Regions from separate parts of the Zea mays genome. Here all the other regions are linked to region 1. Evidence: chromatin contacts called from public Hi-C data. All regions are on one chromosome and are shown on one strand. Each heading gives the region's core, a stretch centred on a gene start, on an enhancer-like site or on the middle of the called end of the contact. The rest is flanking DNA. Distances are from core to core; before and after follow the strand shown.

Region 1 (4,180 bases), core at 1,168-3,667:
TAGTGCAACAAGCTTTCAGTCGGCTAGAGAAGTCAAAAGAGGTATTCCTTGGTGAAACAAACACGATGTCAATCCCATGTCCTTCATTACAAACCGATCCATCAAAATACAGAGTTTAGGGAGTAATAGTGAGGTATGATATGTCTAGTTCATGAGCATCATCAATCCGATGTTCTACAATGAAATCTGCAACAACCTAGCCTTTCATAGATTTTAATGATTCATAAGCCAAGCCATATTCTATAAGTGCATAAGACCATTTACCAATTCTACCGCTCATAATTGGGTTTTGCAACATGTATTTAATCACACCGGTTTGACAAAAACAGTAAGGACAAGACAATAGATAACACCTAAGTTTGGTGCATGCATAAAACATGCATAAGCATAATTTCTCAACGAAGGTTTACCTTGTTTCAGCATCCACTAGCCTCTAGCTTAAGTAGGTCACAACATGCTCATTTACTTCGGTCTCCTGAGTCAGAACAACTCCGATAACTTTATCTTTAGCTGCAATGTATAATCTGAATGACACTCCTGCTCTTGGTGCTTTTAATACTGGAGTCGAAGACAAATAATTTTTAATAAGATCAAATGCTTACTATTGTCCTGCCCCAAAGTGAAATCGACATTATTTTTGAGCCGAAGAATAGGAGTGGAAGCATCAACTTCCCAACTAAGTTAGAAATAAACCTTCGCAAATAATTTACATTGACTAGAAACTTCTGCATTTTAAGCTTACAGGTTGGAGACCACATTCCGAATGGACCTAAATCGGTCGAGATCTACCTCTATGTCATACTCATGAATGATGAATCCTAAAAACTTCCACTCGATACCCTAAAAGCACATTTACGAGAATTCATTTTTAAACCATCCCAACACATCTTATCAAATAATTTGCCTAATAAAGTTAGCTTCCAAGATCTAGGCGCATTTGCCTAATAAAGTTAGCTTCCAAGATCTAGGCGCCAGCCAATCACTACGAGGTGTTCCGGCGGAGGTGCGGACGGACCACGGCCTGGAACGAGACGATGTTTGACCTAGTAGGAGCGAGTTCTTCTCTGCGTCGAGTCGGACGGTCCGCATCTGGTGGCTAGTCGATCCACGCATGTGCAGAGGTGGCGACGTTCGCCAACAGCACCTAGACCTAACTCCCGAGAGGGACCCGTCAGGGACGAGAGATTGTAGGGTTTATCTTGGGATCGGTAGGCTATCCAAGATGCCTCCAGACGACGTAGATTCGAATATAGGTAAAGATCGAGATGAAGAAGCCTATGTTACTATCTACTCTTAGGGCACACAATAAAGTAATAGAAGATATTTTGATTTGGTTCGGTGTTGGTGTTTCAATCGGTACCTTTCAAAAATATAGGAAGCTGGACCTATTTTTAGACGTACTTCAACAACTCTTATAAGTTTTGAAGAATAAACATATATAGAGATACAAGTTAATCCGCCTGATTTAATCAGACGCGTCTAAAGACGGACCGTTCGCTGGCCAAATTGTCCGCGACTAAAGGCAGACCATCCGCAGGTCGGGCTACGAGAGAGCCACACCATCTGGTCGTACCAATGCCACAAAGGCACAAACGGTGCTCAACACCAGGCGTGCTGGGTCGGCAACCAATCCAGAACTTCCTGTAATCGTTTTCTTTGATCTGCTTATCAAGAATATCAGGATGGTAAAACCGTAAAAGCACCTAATAACCATCGCCCTCCAGGCGATGACCAGACGAGAACGCAACACGCGCAGGTCGACAGGAGCACACAGCAAGCCAGCAAGAAACCACGGCCGAAAGTGCCACGCCACGGGAACGAGAAAGAAAAAAAAATCAGAGAGAGAGAGAGGAAGAAGAAGAAGAGAGCAAAGTCAGCTAGCTACTCGCGGCACTGGTTGATGGCCGAGCAGCCGCGCGTATAGGGGTTGGCTTCGGCGCCCGGCTGGCAGTTGTAGTAGGACGCCCCCGGCACGGAGCACGGCACCGAGTCCGGCATCAGCGCGCTGTAGCTGATGTACTGCGCCGTGGGCAGCAGGCTGGCCGCGGTGTCCACGTCGTAGTACAGTTGCAGCCGCATCCGGCCCCTCGTCGCGGCGCCGCCTTCGGCGTCCACGCCGTAATAGACGGGGCACTCCTCCGGCGAGCCCCAGCACGAGTCGTCGGAAGAAGCCCCGGCCCCGGCCCCCGGCCACGCCCACTCCGCCGCCACGCGCGCGTGGATGGTCGAGACCATCAGCTCCGACGCCGTGGCTCCGCTGGAGACGGCGAGCGCCGACATCGCGGCCGCGAGGAGCAGCGCGTGCCGTGCCGAAGCCATGGTGGACGCGGGGCTTTGAGACGTACGAACGAGGTTGGCGGCCGGCACGGTGGAGCTGGCAGCGTGGTTTAGAATGTTGCAATGCAACACCAAGAATCTACCGGATTTGAGTCGAGTAAGCGCCTTGAGCGGTGGTGGGGCGCTTTTAAGCTGGAGGCCTGGAGGGAGTGTTCTGTTTGCTGCTGGGCGCTGGCAATGGCATCGTGTCCGGGCGAACGGCGGTGCCACGTCATGCCACCAACGCTGACCTTGCTCGAGCAACGCTGGGCATCGAGAACGCGTGGTCTCGTGCCGAGGCACGAACATCTAGCAGGCTCCTGCTCCCGCGCGCGATTCTTGCTGCAGTTTGACCTGCTAGAAATCTGATTTCTAACCACGCTACCAAGTAATAAATAAATAAATAAATAAATCCAGAAGCGCCTGGGATTGCTATGGCCTGTGGGACTCAGCACCCAGCTTCAACAAATCAAGCTATCACCACTAACAGTTCAATCGTATGACGAAATAGCTGCATCCTTTTTATGCACAAATCAGTGCCACACAGAAGAAACAGCTCTCCAAAAGCTCTTGAAAAAACATTTGCTTTAGAACATCCAGGGCAAGCAGCGGAAAATTTAAAACACCCTGATCAGTTGTAAGTCATGACATGGCTAGATGAGTTCATGAACGCAAATGAAAGACTAACATACAGTAATTCACATCGGACTAGCAGCGGGACAACAGATTCCAATGATAGCCAGGCGAGCTGCACGCCTGAACCAGCATGACCGCCGGTGCAGGGTGCTCGGAAGACGCAAAACCTCTATTATTAAAGGAAGCAGTTTCCATGCCAGATCTCGGTTTCTTTTCACCGTCTTCCAAGGCCAGATAAAGTGAAAGAACCACATTGTTCAGTCACGCTGCTGCAGGAACACCGGCTGCTTGGCTGGCGGCAGCCGCTATATTACGTAGAGACAAAATACTATAAAAATCATAGCCACACAGTCAGATTAAAACTGTAGCAACCTGCAATAAAAAAAGATCCATACCCTGCCGGCTACCCCCACCCCATGCGTGGGAGTGCGATGATGGGCACGCAGCCACGCACGCATTGAGAGATGCAACTCAACACATGAACAAGGAGGTTCTTTTTGCACGCCCAAAATACACCGGGAACGTAGAAAAAAAGTGAATGAATCATATATAAACACACGGTTTTCTTTTAACATCTATGCGAATTGGAACAGATCAACTTTAATGTTTCTCTACATTATGAAAAGAAATGAAAGTCACACTAGATACTAAGGAGGTATTTGAATGTATTAGAACTAATAGTTAGTTAGTTGACTAAAAAAATGATAGCGAAATTAGCTAACTAACTATTAAGTAATTTATTAAAAATAGCTAATAGTTGAACTATTAGATAGACTATTTAGACATCTTCAACTAGTTAGCAGTTAACTATTAGCTCTAACGCATTCAAACATGACCTAAGTTAAGAGAGTTCTTACTGCGTCAGTCAAAGTCACCAACTCCAGCCCTACTAGAAATAAGACTACAAGAGTACACGTAAAGCCTTCAGCTAGTTCCTAATTCGTTCGTATAGTACACTACGCTGAAATGCACCTACATATTTTAGAATCAGCATTTATCCTCAGTCCATATAGTAGGGTGTTGTCTGGACTAAAAGCTCCTCGTCGTCTTCATTGTCATCGTCGTTATCATCAGCACCGACCCAGTTGCTCGGGTGGTGTTGTGATCGAGGAATACCACTGATACCTTCTGCAACGTCATAAAAAAGCAAGTTAGCTAAACATTAGTCAATGTAGAGACGTATCAGTAACTAATGACAATAATGTAATGGATGATTTTGTTTGATAAT
Region 2 (4,180 bases), core at 730-3,229, 480 kb before region 1:
CTTTCCTAACTATACGACCACATACCATTACAAATCGATCACATTAAAACTATAGCAACTACCATATATAAATTAGTAATGCAAGTTCATAACAGATATAGATTTGTGCAGAATTAGCAGCCAAATGTACAACTTGACAACTAATTATCCAAGCTATTAACACATTTATAAATAAGAGGGATTAATACTTGATGTAATAAATGAACCACCACAAAACTAAACTATGATATGCTATCATTCAAATTTGATTACGTCATCTACATTTCTTATAAGAGCTAATACTGAAAATTCAATCAACAATTCAACATCAACTAGTTCATTTAGAAACAAAACAAAAAACTTCTTCAAGGAGGATACACAAAAAAATGCCAATTTTAGTACGGAAAAAAGATGCAAACATCCTGCAGGTGCAATAATTGAAGCATAAAGGAGTAAACAATCTAACCTTCTTATAAAAGAATGTATTAAAGAAATGACATTTCAGAAACCTGTTTGGTTCTCTTTTTTCTCGCTCCTTCAACAATTCAAGGTACAGATTAATAACCTACAAGTATGAGAAATATTTATCATAATCAAGCATGGAGACATGTAATCAGTTAATCACCCATACTTGTCAAAGATAGAATTAGCGAAGTGTGTATAGAATATACAGAATGAATATGACCTCATCATTTAACCAGCAGCCACGTCTCAAGCACTGGAATTTCTCTTTGCTAACCTCAATGTTAGATGGTTCATGCAGCACTAGAACTTTGCTACTGAAATGAGGGAACCAGGGCACTCAATTAAGCTTATATGGTATATAGAAAGCTTTAAAAACATGCAAGCAGGTTCATGAAAGAGTACCTCGAGCCTCTACTGTAGAGACAGTCATGAACATCATTTTCCTCCTCAGCAGTGAGAGGTTTAAATAGTTCAGACATATCCTAGAATGGGCAGTAGTTAGATAAAGCAAAAAAAAATGGTGCTGAGCTGCCATCAAACATGTGCATAACATGGTCAGTAAGTAGCTTTTTGTGTAGGCATGCAGTTTCATCCAAGACATTTAAAAAAAATCATGCATGCCTCTTCTAAGTTATTTATCAATTAAAATACCATTTAACAATAGAATTGTTAAAGGTTGGAGCTAGAGACAATTTCGAAGCAATTCACTCAATTTTCTGTTCCAGAGCACCAATTCCAAATAAACCCCACTAATTAAGTGCAAGATGGAAACTCGATCACTCATTTTCCTTCCATGTCACCTAGCATGACAATAGCAAAGCAGAGTATACACAGATCAAACTACCTCCTTGGCAGCCTTATCCGACTTTGGTATATAGGCAAGCTTCTCCTTTTGGAGCCTTATCTCGATCCCGATTGCCTCCAGCCTCGGATCGTAATGTGTCGCTGCTGCCTCCAACGCCTCCTTGTAGAAGGGCCTCCTTTTCTTCCATTGGGGAGGCTTCACCGCCTCCTCCTTCAACGTAGTCTTCCTCGAATCCGTAACCCTCCGCCGGTCCACCAAATGCAGTCCCGTCCCCGCCTCCACATCCATGGCCACCGTGAGACCCCGCGCCTTGCCGATCCAGCAACAGAGGAGCCCCCGCCCGTCATCACTGGGCCAACCGAAGGCACTGGACATGTGATTTCCCATGTCGGAAGCGAAGGACCGCGCCTTCGGTGGTAGCGGCAAGAAGAACCGGCGGCGGTGGCGCTGGCTTAGGCGGGTTTGGCTCTGCGGGCCGTGGAAGTGGCGGGGAAGGGGGGAGGCGTCGAGGTGGCGCTTGCGCGGGTTGGGGAAGAGTGGGGAAGCCGAGGTGGTCATGGCCAGCAGGACACGGCTAGGGCCATGGGAGGCGGTGGCTACAAGGGGATCATGCCCGGAGCGCAAACCCTAGAAGGGGTTTGGTTTGCTTTGAGCCCGAGTTCGCGGGGAGGGGAGAAGGCGACCAGCGGAGCGGGGAGAGGAGACGGACGGGCGACGCCCGATCTTCCCCCACCCCTTTTTTTTTGTGAAATTCCAAATAGGTACGGGCCGGCCCATGCACCGCATCACGCGACTCTCACGTGCCACGTGAACGCGAACGCCTGGCCGGCTGGGTAGTCCAGGAGCACCTTCAGGCTTCTCCAGCCTCGAGGAACGTCATAAATTTCACCCTCTAAAAAAATATTTTATTTCTTTATAGTACATTTTAAAAGATTTTGGTCTTCTATATATTTCTCATCTTCAACAATATTTTCTAAATTCGGTCCTCTATATCTATAGCGTTAGAATACATAAACTACCATATTTATTCTTTGTTTTTCTTATATTTCAATTGGATTAAACGTACGCCATTAAAAATGATGAAATACTCCAGCATCATGAATTAATTAATAGTTTTGTATGGATATAAAATGACAAACTGATTACTAGTCGTATATTTCCTTCACATTTGTTGTACACAGGCATTACATCGAGCACCTTGCACGCGTCTTTTCCGACGTCACTTTTTGCAGCCGTCGCTCGCCATCCACCTCACAGACCAAAGCGAAGCTACTGCAACCAGACTCGCCAACTCACCAACACGCGACAAAGATAGGTATGGTGCGTCCCAAGTCCTCCGCGCCGCCATGGCGACCGAGCTCGACCTTGATTGCTACGACGACTTGCTTACCTTTATCTCAACTAAATCAGGACCAGCCTAAAATCATATTCGCCACACTTCGCCCTCCTGCCGCTCAGCTTCGTGTCGAGCTCCGACGAGAACCGTTGCAATCCAACTATCGCCTCGAGGAAGAAGGTCGCAAGCAGCATAGACACGAGCTCGGAACTTTTCAGATCGAGGCGGGAGGAGGAAGCAACTGACGTTTGGTGGACGATTCCCTTCCGCCACATTTAGAGGTCGAAGTTTGGTGGACGATTCCCTTCCGCCACATTTAGAGGTTGAAGGACGCATACCAAAATTTACAGGTCTGTTTATCGGACGTTGCTGGACGCCTACCAGACGTTTCATCCCCCAAATATAGCGAACAATACCGTTTAGCGTGTCTTGCTGGAGACAGTCTCAGTCCTTCACCCAACGCCTGCAACACATCGCATCATCACTCACTAGTGGTCTGTTTGGAGACCAAAGTGACTAAAATAACTAACTAAAATTTAGTTACTCATGTTTGAAACAAGTGATTAAAGCAATCATTAAATCATAAATGCTACCGTGGAGACCAGGCAGCTAGCGCTGTGATTAGTGGAAGATGAAGCAGGCGGCAAGCGCAAGTGTGGGGACCCTGTTTTAGTTCAGTTTAGCTCCTCCTTGTAAGCTAAAGGAGCTAAAACATTTTAGTCCCTTCTAGTCCATTCTGTTTAGAACTTTAGCCTCTTAAGTGACTAAATTTTAGTTTGTTTACTTTAGCCCCATGCAGGGGCGGACCCACCGGGGACCTCACTCGTCCATCCCGGCGTCGACCGTTCCAACTTCTACTGATGACCTTATCGTTTCTGGCGGCTAGCCACATGCCCACAACAACTCAACAATATGGTTGTTCATGTTCCTGCCTGGTTGCCTTCTTGAGTTCCTGGCGGGCGGCGACTGGCCGTTCCTGCAGCCTGCGCCGCTGCGCGGCTGTTCCTGGTGCGTGGCTGCTTCCTGCCTGGTTGCCCGTCTTCGGACTCCGGTGGTCGGCTGGCGGTGTACGACAAGTAATTTGCAATCCAATTTTTGTATGGATATGGATGTTTATGTGTCAGTCGAAACATCAGGTCATGTATTGTCTCTGTAGTTTTATGTTACATTCGGTTTGGATTGCGAAAAATCAGGCAATTACTATGAAGAACAATCTGAACATTTCGGCATCAGCAGATATATGGGGCGCCATGTCATCTCTGAACGCACATTTTCACTACTGGTCGACGAACATTTTTATTTTAGTCTGCGGTGTTTTATAGTAATCAGACTCTACCTGCAGCCACTGCGACTAGGGCTCTAATCTGAGAGGTGATATTAAAGGATTGAAAACATTGATCATGCAAGAGTCACCTTCTACTTATTATATCCATTGTTTTGCACATCAACTCCAACTAGTTCTTGTTGTTGTTGCCAAGGGAAATAATGATTGTGTATGGTTTTTTGATCAAGTAGCTCTCTTATTGAATATCGTTGGAGTTTCTTGTAAGCGTCACGGTATGCTTCGAGATGCTAGACTTGAGAATCTCATGAAA
Region 3 (4,180 bases), core at 887-3,386, 270 kb before region 1:
CAAATGTTACTTCTTTGACCATCATTACATTATATTTATTACGAACAAGTCCAATAAAAATCAAGGTTCATTTGTGTTTAGCCGGTTAGCCTGAATCATAAAAGTAAGATGCTCCCTTTGTTTTAAAATATGATGTTTAAGACAGGTAATTAGTTCCTTTGTTAACTATTTAACCTGTCCAGGTGTCATACATTTAAAAAAAACAAAAACATAGGAAGTATTTAATAGATAAAGAAATAGACAATAGAAAAGGATACATAAGCATGCCTCACTGGTGAACGGAAGATAATTTCATCTCCTCCATTTAAGGTAACCTTGGCAGCCTTGTCCAAAGATTTCCCATTGACACGGACAACTTTGGATTCAAAGACTTCAAGGAGTGCACCTCGCTAGAAAAAAATGTCAGAATAAAAGGGGAACAAATGCAGGGAAAAAAACTAAAAATAAATTCATAGTACCTTAGCCTGCTTCAGTCTACAAACAGGTGAGGCAGTGGATGATTCGCCCAGTCTGAAATCATGATGTGCTCCATGACCGATAGTGAAAAGCGCACCATAAATAGAAAGGGTAGGGTGCTGTTGAAAAAAAATACAGCAGATGACAATCCATTGGTATATGATAAAAAGTTCAATCATTTTAGTTGCTCCAAAGAGCAATAATGAAGTTCGTTAACTCACTGAAAGGCACCTTAAATCCTAAATCTTATACAATATCATATGCACACAAGCACTAACAATGGGACATTGAAGTTTCTCAACAAATGCAGCCAAACGTCACATCACATACAGCCTATCCAATAAAGCAAAAATGAAGCACAAAACATCTTAATAACCTTGGCACTGAGATAGAACTATGTATGAAATTATTTTTCCACAAACAGAAAGTAAACAGAAAGTGTATCTGTGTATATTGCAACTGAATGGGGTTGGATGGTGCTTTCTTTAAAGTTACAAGACTCAGAGCAGATAGAGAACAGGTAAGGTTCAAGGTAGTATTGCATATTCCTGAGTTCTGATATGAGGTTTTATATGGTATTTCTATAGCAATTACAAAGAACGATTAACATGTGCCATGTAGTTTTTGGTAATTAAGGTCTCATCCAAAGCACGAGAGATCATGGGTGAGTTCTACTAATTGAAAGAGAAGTGAAAAGACAGAAGAGAAGTCGCACCATGGTATATTGTGAAATTAGTCTGCACCAGGGCTCCTGACGCCTGCTGGTGGCTGCCGCCTGTGGCTTATTCAATATCCCAGCCACATTATCCTTGGTTTTCTTTATCTTTGCTGATAAATCCTCCGATAAATCCATGGCTCTCTTTATCTTCGCCGTTATATCTTTATCGTTAGTGCCCCGCTTATGCCCTACACAAACAAGGGAACTCATCAAACCCTAAGGCCCGAAGCCAAAAACCGAAAGAACGCCGTAGGCACATCGTAGGGACAAGGCTCATACCGGCCGGATTGGACTGACCCTCCTTGGGCCTCAAGAGGGCCTCCAGCTTGTCCATGGCGCCGGTCAGCGCCTGCAGACCAGCCGTGTTGGGCAGTGGGCCCGCAACGGTGCCGACTTCTGCCGGCGCCACCAACGGCTTCTCGGTGTCCGCCTCCGTGCACCCAACCTACCACCAGCGAGATCGCAATAACAACAAAAACCAGATCAAAACCAGAGACCTGAAGGGGCTACATGCATGGGGGATGGAGGGAGATCCGGACCTTGGCTCGCTTCGGGGGCTGCGACGACGCGACATCGTCACCCGCCCTCGGACCCGCCCCCGCGTTCTCCGCGGGAGCCGATGCAGGCGATGCCGGCGCCCCCTTATCCTCTTCCCCCGCCGCCGGGCGCTTCGCGGCGGCGCTCCGCCTCGTCTCGACCATCTCGCACCAGCGGCGACGGCGACGCGAGAACACGCGAGAGAGAGAGAGAGAGAAAGGGGCGAAGGGGAAGACGAAAGGAAGCGGAGTAGAATACAAAACCGAAGGATTCTTTGGATTAGTAGTAATGCATTAGTAGGGGAAGCGGAATAAAAATAAGGCGGCCGCCGCGACCACCAATCACACAACAGCGGCGCGACAGGTGAGACTGTGCTGTCCAGTCGATACTCGATAGAGAGGCCGCCTCGTGCAATTGGGGAAATTCACGGAAAATCCTCGTCTTGCGTGGTGTATAGGGTCTGTTTGGTTGGACTGTAGCTGTGAAAAAAAACTGTTGTGGGTTGTAAGCTGTGAAAAAAACTGTTGTAGGCTGTGAACTGCTAAAAAGCTAAAAATCGTTCGGTGGAAACCACTAAAAGTCGCTAAAAATTCTTCCATATATATTTTCACAGTTCCACCTAAAAGCTGTTAAAAGCAGGTCCAGATGTGCTTTCAGTTTTGCACTACAAGAAAGTCAGCTTTTAGAAAAAATTGCTTTCCAGATTCAGCCCTTTGGTTTGACTTTTAGGGGGCAAAAGTCAAAGCCAAAAGCCAAACCAAACACACCCTTAGTTCGGATGGGATTTTGACTTATTATAAATTTAAATTGATTTAATTCGGTTTAATCCACATGTATTAGCATTAAACAAATAAGTTCTAAGAGTATGTACAATCCTCATACTTTGATTTGGTTTCCCAAGTACAATAGATAGTTAAGACACTGTATAATACAACACTGAAACGTTAGGTCATAAATATAGCTAAGAGACAACATGTATGGTGGTGAAGAGACAGAATCTTGACAAATAGTCTGTCTTTTGTATTTTTTAAAATAACCCTTTATAGACCCTCCAAGAGATCTAATATTAAACTAGGTGAGTACCCGTGCGTTGCAACGAGAACATATAATACCATGATAATTTATATACAAAATGTGTCTTATATTGTTATAAGAAAATGTTTCATAATCCATTTGTGATCCTAGCCATACATAAATTTTGTTATTTTAATTTAGCTGTTTTACTACTACATTGCAACCATCAGTGTCATGCAGACTTTGATATATGTCACGATTTGCATGGTCTCATCATTGGAGAGCACATATCACACCTGCCGGTAGAAGTTCTGTCGTACATCATTAGTCATCAGACACGCACCACCATACACGCTTGCTTAAACAAAAAAAGGCAAGTGTGTGTTTGTGAAGAGAATTAAAGGCAGACCGGCACAAAAGCTACCCCGACGATGGCGAGTGGTCATTGTTGTCGGTCCTCCTCTGCGTCACCTCCGGCGCCTAGATGACGCCATAATCCTTGATATAATAGTCGTCGAATGCGCACGACATGGTGAGTACGGATGACTCTTGGTTGGGCTGCCAAATGAAGTGCACCTCGGGCTCATCAGCGAGGTAGTACATCTGGTCGTTGCACCACCGGATGTGCTACTCCTCTACATACATCTTGTTCGAGGACACTCACACAACAGCAGCAATGTCCGTCATCCTAGCGCATAAGAATTCATGGCCGGTCAGTAGCGACTTATGTGACAGGTTGGGCTTCAGGTGGATGATGAACTGGACGGCGTGATGGTGTCGTCGTCGGTTGCGGTGCCCAGAACAACCCGAGAGTCGTTGGCATTGGCAACAACCATGAGGTCCCCCAGTTTGACGATGGACAGCGCGGTGCAGCCGCTCTGGACCGCGTCCAAGCGGCGGTTGTGCTGGAGCTTGCCGTACACGGCGGCGCATGCAGCCACGGGCCACGTAGGACTGCTTCCAGAGGTCGAACTGGTAGTCGCCAAGCTTCTTTTCGTCGTCGATGAGCGATGCCAACGCGAGCGCCTCATGCTAGTGGTGTTTGTTCGGAGTTTCCAAGTAAGAAACATGGATTCATCTTTGTCATTGGTTTATGAAAATGACTCATAAGTCAGATCCATGGAAAAATATTACGGAGAATAAATGTCACGCATGCAAAAAAGGAATTTAAGTTGAAAACATTATTCAAACAAAAGAAATTTCATGCAAGGCTCTTCTTTAAATACTACTCCCTCAATCCAAAAATATAATTTAATAATCTCGGTGATACTTATCTACTACTACCCATTGTGTTAGGGTAGCAGGTGGGCTTCGAGAGAGATGTAGTATATGTTTTTACTATAATAGATCTAGACATAAACACATGTGTGGTGTAGTGGTAGCTATGAGCACATTTGCTTAAGGGGTCGTGGGTTCGAATCCCCTTGGGGCCATTTGTGTTTTTTTAATTTAATT

The links. Hi-C and Micro-C count contacts between places; a contact is called where the count stands out from the background.
Region 2: a contact with region 1 is called in a Hi-C map of ear, with 2.3 times the contacts expected there. The contact joins the promoter of LOC100283868 here to the promoter of LOC100283268 in region 1. A contact is called at or near these places in 2 of 25 Hi-C or Micro-C datasets (ear and tassel).
Region 3: a contact with region 1 is called in a Hi-C map of tassel, with 2.8 times the contacts expected there. The contact joins the promoter of LOC103634735 here to the promoter of LOC100283268 in region 1. A contact is called at or near these places in 3 of 25 Hi-C or Micro-C datasets (bundle sheath, leaf and tassel).

What each region holds. Positions count from the first base shown.
Region 1 is chr1:58,420,120-58,424,299 of Zm-B73-REFERENCE-NAM-5.0, forward strand. It overlaps LOC100283268 (rapid ALkalinization Factor family protein), which reads right to left and starts at 2,418. Exons shown (of 1, transcript NM_001156170.2): 1 at 1,687-2,418. The coding sequence starts at 2,319. The coding sequence ends at 1,882. It overlaps LOC100283409 (auxin response factor 75), which reads right to left. Exons shown (of 9, transcript NM_001156310.2): 9 at 3,730-4,080. The coding sequence ends at 3,953.
Region 2 is chr1:57,937,944-57,942,123 of Zm-B73-REFERENCE-NAM-5.0, forward strand. It overlaps LOC100283868 (sentrin-specific protease 2), which reads right to left and starts at 1,980. Exons shown (of 9, transcript NM_001156766.2): 1 at 1,289-1,980; 2 at 847-926; 3 at 665-758; 4 at 446-544. The coding sequence starts at 1,807.
Region 3 is chr1:58,151,709-58,155,888 of Zm-B73-REFERENCE-NAM-5.0, forward strand. LOC103634735 (AAA-type ATPase family protein) reads right to left here and starts at 2,137. Exons shown (of 28, transcript XM_008657320.3): 1 at 1,714-2,137; 2 at 1,454-1,619; 3 at 1,172-1,362; 4 at 459-575; 5 at 258-389. The coding sequence starts at 1,875.